Regions from separate parts of the Gossypium hirsutum genome. Here region 1 is linked to region 2. Evidence: chromatin contacts called from public Hi-C data. All regions are on one chromosome and are shown on one strand. The core of a region is the stretch at or near the end of the contact, and the rest is flanking DNA. Distances in the headings are between cores, read along the strand shown.

Region 1 (7,645 bases), core at 270-2,769, 34 kb before region 2:
AATACATTTAAATTTGAAATTTAATATCTATATTTTATTTTTGACATAACTTCATAATACTTTATTTTGTTTCACTGTACACAACTTTTTACTTTTCTTTTTGAGATTATACGTAACAATGGCCAAATTTCAGTTTTGATCATTAAACTATTCTTAAATTTAAAATTTAGTCTTTATACTTTAAATTTTGAGGAATTTAAATTTTAAACTGTACTTTAAATTTGGTCAAAATTTGTATTTTTATTTTCAAGAATTTAGTTCTTCTATATTTTAGATTTCGAAATTTAAATTCAACTGTTAATATTGTTAAATTCAGGATAATTACAATGTCATTTTTAATTATATGGCACCAAGTGATTATTATTTTTTCTAGTTCAAATGTCATACTAATAAATTGACAAAAAAAAAGTTCAACAATGTTAATAGCTAAACTTGAATTTTAAAATCTAAAAAGTGGGAGACTAAATTGTTGGAAATAAAAGCACGAATATTAAATTCCAAATTTTCAAAAAGCATAGAAACTTATAGAATTAATTTTTTAATATAATATAATTTAAATTATTCTTTTTGTTAAATAAAATACATAAAAAAAAAAGATAACAGTTGAAATGTAAGTGAAGATATGAATTGAAATTACGTGGCAAAATTTAATGAAAGGGGCAGACGAATTCTATCCCCACTTCCTAATTAAGATAATCCAGGGGAGTGGTGGGGCGGGGAAACAAGATGGTGTGGAACTGGATGCCATGCCATGCAACCCCATGGAGGATCTCCATTATTTTTTATGTTGCCTTTGTTTCTGCTTTTGACCACTCCATATAAAAGTTGTACATGATTGTTGTCTTTCATTCTTAGTGGAAGTAAGCTCATCTTTCCAACAATCTTTATGCTACAAATTACAAAATAAATCAATCAAAGTCTGGAAATTGGAAAATTTTAATGTCCAAAAAGTAAAAGATATCTATTCCCGCACGTAGGTTCAAACTTCATTGTTATTGCAAACTGACAAGATTTTGATTTAAGAAAACAACGATTGAAAAGCTTTATTAATGGTTTAATCTGATTACTGTATAATAAGTTGTCTCAAACTAGGAAAACTCTCCTCCACTTATTGTCATATATATATATCAACCCAATAAACCTATAACTTAACTATATACGATAATAAAGACACTATCAGGGACAACCTCCTTTTTAAAGGATTATAGAATAATAAAGCATATATAGTAGCAATTTAAGTGGCTTTGCTTGCATATATAATAGATTGTGTTTTCTTTTTAAAGATTAATAGAGAAAAAAAATAAAGGGTAGATGAATTTTCAACACCTGTATGACTTGTCTCTTCAACACCTATAGGGCATGCACGTGACGGGTGTCGCCGCGAGGTCTTCCGCCGAATATAAAGATGGATTTGGCGAGGTGAAGATGCAGAACACAGTAAATATGGAAGTTGTTGTTTTTTCCAGTTTAGAAGAAAAGAAAAGTGGTCCCATGGTAGCATAAGCGGAGCAGGGTCATAGAAAGAATATATTATTCAGTTCAGATTCAGAACAAAGGGATTGACCTCACCTGCTCTTTGGGACTTTTCCAAATTACGCAACTGCCGCTCGTCATTAACACGTTGGATATTATGAAATAAATTAATCTGAAAAATTCCACAGCTGCGGCTGCTCCACCTAATTAACTACAAACAATAATAGTGACATGGGAGGTTTAAGGATCCCTAGAGATCAACGCATAACATGAGAAAAGCACGGAATTATTTGGGTGGTATACTATTTGTTTTTCAATAATTTAATATCATATTAATAATTTTGTTTTGAATTTCAAGATTTTTATTTATATTTAATTTTTAAAATAAAAATATGGATGTGATATTAAACTATTAAAAAATAGATACAGATGACATAATATCACTATTTTATACAATCTTTTTTCTTGTTTCATTATTATTTATTGAATAATTAATAATGTTTTTTTTTTCAATAAAGAAACACAATTTTTTTCTTTTAAATTTGCATTTGCAATTTACATATGTGGTTGTGAATTTGATTTGGGATTTTTATGCTTTGCCGAATGGGTCATATGGTCAAAACAAACAACGTTTGAAATATGTACATTATTTACTCTAGGATTTTAAGTTGATATAGTTCTGTCCAAGTTTGACAAAACCTTAAAATATGCTTCCACCCTTTATTTTATTCTTCTATTTAAAATTTAATTTTTTAAAAAAAAATTTATTTGTACATATATTCATTTGCTTTTTTAAATTTAATAATTTAAGTCCAATTATTTATATTATTAAAATTACTATGTATAGCAATATTTTGAAATAAAAAAATATTCATTTAATAATTATATAATAAAAATAGTGTTTCAATAAATCTGAATTTAATAGATAAATTTTATGATGCTAATCATGGTGCTTGCTTTTTTTTAAATACAAAAAATAAAATATTTAAAATCTTGAAAATAAAAATTTAAAAATTCCAAATATTCGCATATTTTAATCTTAACAAAATTATGAAAAATTACTTTCATCTAGCTCTTCCTAACCCAATTTCACTCAAGCTTTAGAATGACTCTAATTATATATTAAACTAATTATTATTTTTTAACTTAAAGTTTATGGATCATAATGGATACACCCTGTTATCCCCAAACATTTTACTTTTTTTAGGATAAATTGTATCAAATCACTCTAAAATAGCATCGTTTCTATTTTAGTCATTCTAATTTCTTTTTGTCAATTTAGTTACTTTGATTTAAATAGTTACTCGAATTAGTCACCGCCATTAAAAATTTCGTTAATCCACTAACGGATTGTTGATGTTGCATTTTTTTATCTTTTGACTAAAATTAAAGACCTTTCTATAATTAGTTCAAAACGCTTTTTTTTTTTGGTTATTTACAACATAAAAACCACCAATCATCATCATCCATCACCCAACACCCACCATAAGAATAACCAATTCTATCCACAAAGGAAGATAAGTGAGGGGGAGGAAATGTACTGCAATGGAGATCTCCTCGGTCGGGTTTTCTCAAGTTCAATGTTAAAGGAAGAAAAGTAAGGAGCGATTGAGATGGGGCTGGTAGTGGGTGTTGGGTAGTGATGAGGATTAGTGGTTCTTATGTCGCAAATAAACAAAAAATAAGTGTTTTGAACTAATTATAGAGATGTCTCTAACTTTAATTAAAAGTAAAAAAAAAACAAAATTTACCATGTGACCAATGTATTAGTAGTTTAATGAAATTTCAATTTTTTATTTTTAATGAAATTTCAATTTTTTATTTTTAATAAAATTTCAAATTTTGATAAAATTGCCAATGGTGGTTATAATTTTTCAAATTTTGATTTTTTTTACTAATGGTTTTTTAGATTTTTAATGGTTGATTTTAATTTTTTTAATTTGTGCTTATGATTTTTATCAGTTTTTTTAATTTTTAATTATTGATTTAAGCATTTTCAAATTTTATTTATTTTTGGTTTTTTTATGGAATTATAATTATTATAATTATTTTTTGTTTTGTTCAAATTTTATCAATTTCAACATTTCCCCTCCATAATTTTAATTATTTTAATTAAAATTAAATTAAATTAGAGATGATATCGTATGTGATTGAATGTAGAATAATATTTGTATGTCTTTAAAAATTGATGATGCAACATTATTTTATTGGTGCCTAAAACCTATATATTGTAGGATTATCCTAATAATTATTCCCTATTAGTAATTCAAATAGTATCTTTTAGAGCAACAAAAATGGTTTAATTATTAATAACGAACAACAAAAATGGTTTAATTATTAATTGGATTTTCCTTTTTTTTAAGACAATTTTTTTTAGACATGGATCACTTTCATTAATACATTAAGATAAGAACTCGATTACGCTTCAGTGTTGTATTTTGCTCGAAATTTCACTCTGTCAAACAAAAAATCTAAACTAAGCTACAGAAAAAAAAGGATATAAAACAAAATAGGGTCTACTTTTTTTTTTGATTAAAGAATCTAATAATCTTATAATGATAAGATCGAGCCTGGTATTTATACAAAGAGATTAGAGGTTGCAAATAATAGTCAATGCTAACAAGATTCCTACATTGATTTTCTTTGCAATTGGCTAACAAAAAAATAATAGTAATACAATAGCTTAGTAACTAACTACCTGACTAACGGAAGAAACTAAAATACAGTTTACCTAAGCTAATATGACAAGTGCTAATATATTTTTTTGATATCATCTCTCCAAACTTGTTTTCAACCTATAATTTGCTTTGAAATTTGCAGAAAAATAACCTAGACAAGGGTTTTGTAAACATATCTACTATTTGGTCTTAATTAGGTACTTGACCAACAACCAAATTCCCAGCTGTTGCCTTTTCTTGAATGTAAATCAAGTCTAATTCAACATGTTTAAATTTGAAGTGTAACACAAGATTGGTTGTAACAGATGCTGCTATTAAGTTATCACACCAAAGTTAAGATTTATCAGCAAGTGATATGTGTAGCTCACCAAGCAAAGATTAGAGCCATATAATCTGTCACACCCAATTTTGTGAAAGGTTAAGATTTTGACCTTAGTTCTGTTACTTTAGAACCAAATGTTTCTTTTAGTAGGAAGCATTATGATTAAAGGAATTAAATAGTACTGACTAACTTGGCGTAAGTTGAACAGAAGTGAAAAGATTATATAATAGAGAGATGCCATTCTCAATTGGGGGGATTCTTTCATTCTGGTATTCATTTTTTTTCTTACATCTTTTTCTCTGGTTTATTCTGTAAGAAAGGAAATTAAGGAGCAGTTTGCATGAATGGAAGAAACTAAGGTGTTAACCTAAATAATTGAGAATTTAGCAATCTCGTAATATTTCTAACTCTTCCGTACCTTTTGATTAAAGAAAAAGAAAGGAAAATAAGAGGATTTCAGCATAATTTATTTTGAACTGTGATAATTTAAGTCATTGTTAGCATTTAAAACTTCTCTGCATGCATATGAATTAAGATTTTCTTACATATTTATGTATTCATTTTGATCTTTATATGGTTGTTATGCTTAGCTAACCAAGAAGGAGAAGGCCCAAGTGATAAAAGGGAAGGCTAAGCAAGTGTAAGTTGTGTCAACCCCAAGAATTTTGTTGGTGAGTTTCCGAATTCAAATCCTTAGTGCTTGTCTGATGTATATCAATACTGTGTTGTTTTGGTATGTTTGACTTCATGTTTAGCTGATGATAAGGAGTTGAATTATTGTGGGATGGTTTTCGTACTGTTGAAGCATGCAAAGTGTTTATCTATAGATGCATGTTTGGTTGTATGCATAAGTTTGTTGTTTTAATGAATTGTTACTGGTAAAGTAATTATTGAAGAGATTATCATTGAAATGGTCTGATAAGGGATATGTTTGGTATACTCAGTGTTGTGTTATTAACAATATGTTTAGTTGAATGCTTGTTATATGTCAGCCATGAAAATGAATGATATGCGGAGTGTGGAGGTATGTAATGGCGGATGGAAGGTGAAGAAATGTCATGTTATGCACTTTGTGCCACATGTTATTGGTTTTGAGGAGGTTCGTATAACATCCCTCATCCATTTCTGATATCGAATTAGGTTTAGAAGATGCTACAGTAAATAACAGAATATGAGCAAGCAGTTTCAATTCATAAATTTTTTAAAACAATCATTCAATCATTTAGTTAAACCATGTTATATGTGCAAGATCGAGCTTACAAAAGCTTTAAAATAAATTTTGAAACAAATAGGAACTAATTTAAAACATTTCAAAAAAGATTGGGGAAAACTACAAAACAAGGTCACATGACCATGTTAAGTAAGGTTTTATGGTTGTGTAACAAATTAAGGTCGTGTGGACCTAAATGTAAAATCTTACAAACATTCACTTGGTCGCGTCACCAGACCGTGTAACAAACTGTGACCGTGTTTAACCAAAAACACCCTGATAATACAGAGCACACGACTATGTCACTTGCCTAGGTGTGACACACAGTTGGTTGTAAGTCCGTATATGCCAAATTAAAGCCTTGACATACAAGCTACCAAACCAACAACTTACATATGACATAAATATTCACTTTCTAGATCTTTTAACCTATTTAAATTGCATCAAAAGCATGCCAATAATGTACCATTTACCTAATTCTAACCAATATGCCCCAAGGCACCTCAATCACATTTAAACACAAGTGAAACATCTCAAATTATCTAAACATTTAGTACTAAATGTTCATTCCGTCTAATACCAATCATACATCAACACTCATTCTATTCCCTAAGTTCATCAATTAGGCACTTAACCATTCACAAACGCAAACATTTATCAAAGCTTATAACAAACCATATAGCCATTTTAGCCATTTTATAAATTTACACATTGTGTATTTTATACCAATTCTATTGAAAATTTTCCATCATTCAAAATGATTCAACCATTTAGCAAGACTTATAAACATACCACATCATGATCAAACTCAAGCATTGGGCACAAATATCATAATCATTATCATCCAAGATGACAATATACATATCAAGCCTATATACATTCCAAAATATCATATACCTCTTTTTCAAACCAACTAATCCATATCATGACATCATATTACCTATATAATTGCATACTCAAAATGTAATTTCAAATACCAAATACACAATTCAAACCATCTACTAATGCATATATTTTCAACAAGTATATTCATTGTCATAATCACACCAACAAGGATTTCAAACCATATCAATAAGCAAGTAAATCGAAATAACTCCTAAGTATATGCCATACATAATTGAGCCTAAATATGGTTTAAAGACTACCGAACCCCTATCGAGATAATGTGAGCTTTAAAAGATCCGCTTGACGTGTTCCGCAAGTTGGCAATCTATAGGGAAAGGGAAAACAAATGAGGTAAGCATATACAATGCTTAGTAAGTTCACAGGTATAAAACTAAGTAACTTACCTCAGGTTATAATTATATACTAAATGCTACTTAGCTTGGTAAAGTTTGTTTATCATGGTAAATCAAATATAAAAAAGGTGAGTTTAACATTTATTTTATCATATCATACAGTAACTCAATCAAATAGCATTTTAGTTCACTTAATTAAACATTTCATTATCATTCACAAAACCAATAATCATATCAATTCACTATCTTAATCATATCAAACAATCTATTTACCAACTATACATCCCATTTCAAATTAATGCCAAACATTATTTTCATTTCATAATTTGAATTCTTAATCAAATTCATATTAAATCATATGAACTCCACTCTCGTATCATATCAATTCATCTTTATACCAAATATACATCAATTGTCAATTTAATGTCAATTACTACTTTGTTTCATAATACAAATTTCGAATCACGTTCATCGATTTGTCACGTTTCCATATTGACCCTCTGGGCTTGTATATATGTATTATCTGATCATCGTATCAAATCAATTTGAATATCATTTATTCCATGTACATTAGACGTGTCCCTATTAACATAACTCGGACAGATACACAGATCCAACCAATCACATTAAATTGGCACCCAGTTCCTATCTAAATCATTTGAAATAATAAATTATGCCCTACACTGGCCAGTAAAATTGAAAAATAGATGTTTCCAACATCGGT
Region 2 (7,161 bases), core at 626-3,125:
AATTACTTTTTGAACACCATCTAAATTACATAGTTTTGTCTCACTATTTGAAGAAGTCTCAACCTTTGAATTCACCATGATGAAAGAATAATCAAGAACAACAAACCACATTAGATCAACAATGAACATCACTCAAACTCACTCAATTTTAGCTAGACTGGTACCATGTTCGAAATCTCACTCTGCCAAACAAAGAACTAAACTATGAACAACATAAAAGATAACCAGAGAACAAAATATGGTCTACTTTTTTTGTTGATAAGACTAATAAACTTATAATGATGAGACTAATTTTGATATTTATACAAAAAGTTTAGGAGCTACAAAGACTAGTCAATGCTGATAAAAAATCCTACATTAACTTTCTCTGCAGCTAACTGATAGTAACAAATAGAAATACAAAATGTTAGAATTAAGTGACCGAATCCTTATTTAAATAAAATACAGTGGTAAAATAAAATAAAATAAAAATAAAATCCCTATAGAACTATACTTATTTTATTTTATTTTAGAATAAGGTTTTTTAAACGTTATTAAACTACATCTGTTTGATATTGATTAGAATAAGGTGTTTCAATCTTACTACACTCCTATTAGAATATGGTTTTACAAGCCTATAAATAGATATAATCTACTCCTCTTGTAATTATTCGAATTCGACATAGTGAATTATCTTTTTCTTTGCCTGTAGTTTTTTTTCGAAAGAGTTTCCACGTAAAATTTGTGTGTTCTTTACTTTTTTTTCTTTTTTTCCTTGCGATACATTATTATTACCGATATTTTATTTTTACACAACAACTACAAGAAATTGAAATACAATTTACCGAAGCTAATACAACACATGCTAATATATTATTCTAATATATTTTAGAGGGGAAAAATAAAAAAAAATGTTAACGATTGAAAGATGTTGCTTAAATTTCAAACCAAACCCAGTTTGTTTAGTACGAAGTACGAACCAATACAAACAACATATAACTTGATTGATGCCAGATTATTTCCTTCTTCCTCACAATCAACGATAATTTGCTTTATGGCAAAAACAGGTATTTATTAGTTTCATTCCATCTCTTAAATCTATTAATAGATTAAGTTAAATCTTAATTAAAATATTTTAAATTAAATCTGATTCAATTTAATAAATAAGAATATTACAAATTGGAATAACATTTAAAAGTTGGTAAAATAATAATTTTAGTCCTCAATTTTTACATTTTTTAAAAAATTGATCCTTATTATTATTTTAAATTAAATTTGACCATTATTCTTCTCTTGAAAGTCAATTTTTGTAAAAACATAAATGTTGATACATGAATCACACATGAATTACCATGCAGATTAACATATTTTAAAAAATACTAACATTTTAATCTACATTTTCATAAAAAAGAAGCAAATAAATTATTTTTTGAAAGAATAATGGTTAAGGTTGACTCCTATATAGAGGGTTGAAGTTGAAATTTAGCTAAAAAAGAATAAAGGATGAAATTGATAAAATATAAATAATAAGTGAAAATTCATAAATCCCTGTCTAAGAAAAGCTGAAACAAAATAAGGATTATGGATAGATGTCTGTAGAAAATTGTTGTAAGAAACGGAAAACGAAGAAAAAGGGGGAAATTTGTTGATGTTATAACCAAATGAAGGTTGGTTCTATCATTAAAATAGTAGGATCAAGTTAGGGAGTTAATTTGATTGGTGAAAACTGAAATAGAAATAGATTAGGTGAAGCAGCCTTGACCTGCCCTGCCCTGCCCTGGCAATGACAGGGCCCCACAACCTGTTGTGTAGTACAACTCTAACAGTGTTCGAAAGTACAAAGCGGTCTAACGGTAATTCCATATATATTGCAAGGGCAATTTGGTAGTTTGGTGGAGCCAGGCAAGCCAACCCAAAGTTTCTAGTTGAAAAATTGCTGTCTCCACCGTCTCCCTCGGAAATCTCTCCCAACACATTTTCTCTCCAGTATATCTTTTTTTCTTTCTTTCTATAAATACATAAACAAATCTCCTTTTCTTTCCCTCTGATTTGTTCTCTGCGTCTCTGCCTTTTCCTCTTTCCTCAAATTTTCACCTCTTTTCATTTTCTTTCTTTCTGTACCCTAATGTCGCCGGGCTCGAGGGACCTGCAACTCACGTCGCAGGCGGCCGGCGTCTGGAGATCCACGTATCCCTCGTCGGTACGCGCTGTTGATCCCGACGACATGGAGGAAGGTACTCGACTCTTAGATTCATACGAAACAGGAGATTATAAGTTGGAAAGTATTGAAGAAGGTAGTATGCGGAGAATTCAGGTCACTGTAACGGGGATGACTTGTGCCGCCTGCTCCAATTCCGTTGAGGCTGCTTTGAAGAACATCAATGGGGTTTTAAGAGCATCCGTGGCTTTGTTGCAGAACCGTGCTGATGTTGTTTTTGATCCTACTTTGGTTAAGGTTACTGCTCTTTCTTCCTTGATCATTATTTTCAAACAGAATTACGCTTGTCGAGTTTGCTTCATTAGATAATTTTAGCTTCGTTTCTTTTTTTTCCGTGTTTGACTTTGTGGTTTTGGTCTTGGATTTGTTTAATTACTGAAGATTGGCTTAATTAATGTTGGTTGAGGTCCACAAGCTACTCTCTTCATTTATTTGCTTAAGTTGATTTTAATGCGTGATTTTTTTCCCACACTTTTGCTAAAGTATAGTACTGTTTACAATTTGTCTTGGAACTTTTCCGCATTTTAGATTTCATAAGCTATATTGACTATTATGCCTCTAAATATTGCATTTGAAATCTGATTTTTCACGGTGTCTTATCTGTAAATGTGGCTAGTTCTGTATAAGAATGATCATGAATATGACTTTTAGTCAATGTTTCGTCATGGTTTCTACCATTTGCATTGTGTAATTAGTGTCTCAAGTTTACAGGACCCAAAAACACCTTTTTGATGATTGCTGATGTTTAGTCCCTCTCACTCTAAACAAACACACAAGGCATCACATGTTTTGCTGCATCTATGGTATTTGCTTTTCTTCCGGTGTTGTAATCGTGGAGAAAAAGTTTTGCGTCAGTCTATGGGTATTTTATTTTTAAATACATGGAGGAGGAGGAGATTTGTTCTATTGCTTCACCGATTTTCTGTCATGAGGTACATATTTGGCTGAAATGCAACATTTCAATAGCTGCCGTCCCCCCCCCCCGTTGGTCTATACAACACAGATTAAGTATTCTTTTTCTCCTTGGGTGTGATGTCTGGGGTTCTACCACAGTCCTTATGCCTGGTACTCGAAACTCCTCGTCTTGGGTTCAGTTCATGTGCTTGAGTCAAATGTATGTACTTTGAAAATGGAGCTTTTGTGAACCAAGTGTTCTCTAACACTTCCATGATATTCAGGATGAAGACATAAAGAATGCCATTGAAGATGCAGGGTTTGAGGCAGAAATTCTACCTGAACCCAGCAATGTTGGAACAAAGCCACGTGGAGTGCTTGTGGGGCAGTTTACAATAGGAGGTATGACCTGTGCAGCCTGTGTCAACTCTGTTGAAGGCATTTTGAGAGATCTTCCTGGTGTTAGTAGGGCTGTTGTTGCTTTAGCCACTTCATTAGGGGAAGTTGAATATGATCCCACTGTAATTAGTAAAGATGATATAGTCAATGCAATTGAAGATGCTGGTTTTGAAGCCTCACTTGTACAGAGTAGTGAGCAGGATAAAATCATACTTGGGGTTGCTGGTGTTTTTAACGAGCTAGATGTACAGCTTATCGAAGGCATACTTAGCAGCTTGAAAGGGGTTCGACAATTTCGTTTTGACAGAAGTTCTGGAGAACTTGAAGTTCTTTTTGATCCTGAAGTTGTCAGTTCAAGATCCTTGGTTGATGGAATTGAAGGAGGAAGTAAAGGGAAGTTCAGACTACATGTTATGAACCCATATGCAAGAATGACTACTAAAGATGAAGAAACCTCAATTATGTTCCAGCTTTTTACTTCCAGTTTGTTTCTCAGTGTGAGTATTTTTATATATATACTCTTTACTAGTAGTCTAGTTTTGAGCTATATTGCATCATTTATTTTTCCTCTTGAACATAAGCCTTCAAGAAGCTAAAGGGAAAGTCTTACAAGAATCTGTATTTGAAACCGTATAGCCTTTTACATGAAAGCATAAGAACACTCTTGGCTTATGGCCTCCATATAGTAGCTATTTTCTGGAATCTTTCTTCAACAAATGTTGTCTACGTTTCAATATGTTAATTGGTTCCCCTACTCGTATTAGTTTCAAACTAACTGTTGGTCTGTTTTGATCCAGATTCCTGTCTTTCTGATTCGAGTAGTTTGTCCCCATATACCCTTGTTGGATGCCTTCTTGCTCTGGAGATGTGGACCTTTCTTAATGGGTGATTGGTTGAAATGGGCATTAGTAAGTGTAGTTCAGTTTGTTATCGGGAAGCGCTTCTACGTGGCAGCTGGCAGAGCTCTTCGAAATGGTTCTACTAACATGGATGTTTTAGTTGCATTGGGTACTTCAGCTTCTTATTTCTACTCTGTTGGTGCTCTTCTTTATGGTGCCATAACTGGGTTTTGGTCACCAACATACTTTGAAACAAGTTCCATGTTGATAACGTTTGTATTATTGGGGAAGTATTTGGAATGTCTTGCAAAAGGGAAAACATCAGATGCTATCAAGAAGCTAGTAGAACTTGCACCGGCTACAGCATTGTTGGTAGTTAAAGACAACGGTAAGGGCTTTGTAATCTTGGGTTCATTTTGGTAAATGTTGTTTGAAGTGTATCAAGGACTTTACTTTTGTTATTCATGCCATCTTGTCTTTCTCATCAAGTAATTGATAGTATTGTATGGTCTTAAATAGGATCAAATTTAGTGCCAAAAATCAAATTGAAGGACTGAAAGCCTATGTTTATTCTTTTTGCAGGTGGAAACATTATTGGAGAAAGGGAAGTTGATGCTTTGTTAGTTCAGCCTGGTGATATATTAAAAGTTCTTCCTGGTGCCAAGCTTCCTGCTGATGGTATTGTTGTGTGGGGTTCAAGTTATGTAAACGAGAGCATGGTAACTGGTGAATCTGTACCTGTGTCAAAAGAGGTTGATTCACCAGTTATTGGTGGAACAATTAATTTACATGGCGCTCTTCACATAAAAGCTACCAAAATAGGTTCTGAAGCGGTTTTGAGCCAGATTATTAGTTTGGTTGAGACAGCTCAGATGTCCAAAGCTCCTATTCAGAAGTTTGCTGATTTTGTAAGTTTTCATAATGGAAACTTGATTTTTTTGGTGTCATGAAGAAAAGAGAATGCATGTTACATTGCTCTAAAATGATTATTCTAAATCTCCTCAAGGTCTTGGTTGATAAGATGGTAATCTTGATTGCAGTTGAATGTGTGAAATGTTTTAACGTTACTATTTGAATTAGCTCATGGGTTGTATATAATTAGTTGATCTATCCTATTTGTCCTTAAGTTTATCCATTTATATGGTTGAAGAAAAGATGATAAGTCTATCCTTAAAGTAATTAACTTTTTTTATTTTGTTAGAATATGAAATTGAAAGTAGGAATTAACATTTTAGGAGCGTGGGGAGATAGTGGAAGAGAAGTGGGAGAACTTTTGTTGGAGAAACTGGTATAAGTAACTGCAGTAAATTAGAAATGTTCTATGGTCATATTAATTTTCAAATGACAATTAGAACAAATGAGACTTTTATGTAGTTTCTATCGAAATGATGTCAAATGGTTTGTAGTTAAGTTTGGAATGATGGGGGACAAAATTCATTGCAAAAGTTCTGGAGGTTCCCTTAAAAAATGTACACCTTTAGATGTATTTCTACTATGTTTTCACATTAAAGATTTATGTTCAATGTTGTAGCATCTCTGAGGTACGACTTCAAGTTGGAAGAACCTGTTTGTTAATGCTGAAGCTTTACCGGCAATTTTGTTGTCTTGCTTGACTCTAGGTTTTTATGGCTTGCAGGTAGCAAGTATCTTTGTTCCTACTGTTGTTACTTTGTCCTTGATCACATTGTTGGGCTGGTAAGATCTGAAAGGTTTATTTTGTCATATTCTCCTTTTTGTGAGATAAAATGTCTGATTTCCATCTTATATTGAGTTCTTTTGTTGATTGTTTGTAGGTATGTTGGTGGAGCTGCTGGAGCCTACCCAGAGCAGTGGCTTCCAGAAAATGGCAATTACTTTGTTTTTGCCCTTATGTTTTCAATATCTGTGGTGGTAATTGCATGTCCTTGTGCTCTTGGTTTGGCTACTCCAACTGCTGTCATGGTTGCTACAGGGGTTGGAGCAAGTAATGGTGTGTTGATAAAAGGAGGAGATGCACTGGAAAGAGCTCAGAAGGTCCAGTATGTTATTTTTGACAAAACTGGAACTTTAACTCAGGGCAAAGCTAAGGTCACAACTGTAAAAGTTTTCTCAGAGATGGACCGTGGAGAATTCCTTACACTGGTGGCTTCTGCAGAGGTTATTTCTAACAGCCTAACTAGTTTCAGACTTTTTTTTTTTTCCAATGCATTTCTGCAGTTACTGAATTTCCCTATTCTCATTCCTTAGGCTAGCAGTGAACACCCATTGGCCAAAGCAATAGTTGAATATGCACGCCACTTCCATTTCTTTGATGAGAATTCGTTAACTGAAGATGCCCAATACAGCAGCAAAGGATCTCCAATTTCTGCCTGGCTTCTTGATGTTGCAGAGTTCTCTGCTGTGCCAGGAAGAGGAATTCAGTGTTTTATTGACGGAAAGCAAGTGCTGGTGAGTGCCTGATCATTATATCAATTCTGAGGGTGTAGAAAATTTTTTTGTTACTCGTTTATCAAACATGGTATTTGTGAACAGGTTGGTAACAGGAAACTGCTTACGGAAAGTGGAGTTAGCATTTCTGCCCATGTAGAACAATTCGTGGTTGATTTGGAAGAAAGGGCGAGGACAGGCATACTTGCAGCCTATGATGGTAACGTGATTGGAGTTTTGGGAGTAGCAGATCCATTGAAGAGAGAAGCTGCTGTGGTTGTAGAAGGCCTACAGAAAATGGGTGTCAGACCTGTCATGGTTACCGGGGATAATTGGAGGACAGCTCAAGCTGTTGCTAGGGAGGTTTGTACACATACATACATACATACATGCATACATGCATGCATGCATAAGCATTGCATTACT

The links. A called contact is a pair of places that touch in the nucleus more often than the background predicts.
Region 1: a contact with region 2 is called in a Hi-C map of hypocotyl, with 4 times the contacts expected there. The contact joins the enhancer-like site here to the promoter of LOC107945236 in region 2. A contact is called at or near these places in 18 of 34 Hi-C or Micro-C datasets (callus, cotyledon, fibers and 5 more).

Annotation. Positions count from the first base shown.
Region 1 is chrD12:7,519,550-7,527,194 of Gossypium_hirsutum_v2.1, reverse strand. No RefSeq gene overlaps it. Among protein-coding and RNA genes, the nearest start is that of LOC107945296, 22 kb to the left of the region's middle. Within about 2 kb of position 1,519, at least 5 of the 9 cell types and tissues checked have an H3K27ac peak or open chromatin away from gene starts, as enhancers often do. A contact at or near this core is called in cotyledon, hypocotyl and leaf, where this site is marked.
Region 2 is chrD12:7,485,915-7,493,075 of Gossypium_hirsutum_v2.1, reverse strand. LOC107945236 (copper-transporting ATPase RAN1) reads left to right here and starts at 1,875. Exons shown (of 9, transcript XM_041108364.1): 1 at 1,875-2,434; 2 at 3,376-3,987; 3 at 4,288-4,717; 4 at 4,912-5,237; 5 at 5,966-6,024; 6 at 6,123-6,465; 7 at 6,556-6,756; 8 at 6,841-7,098. The coding sequence starts at 2,105.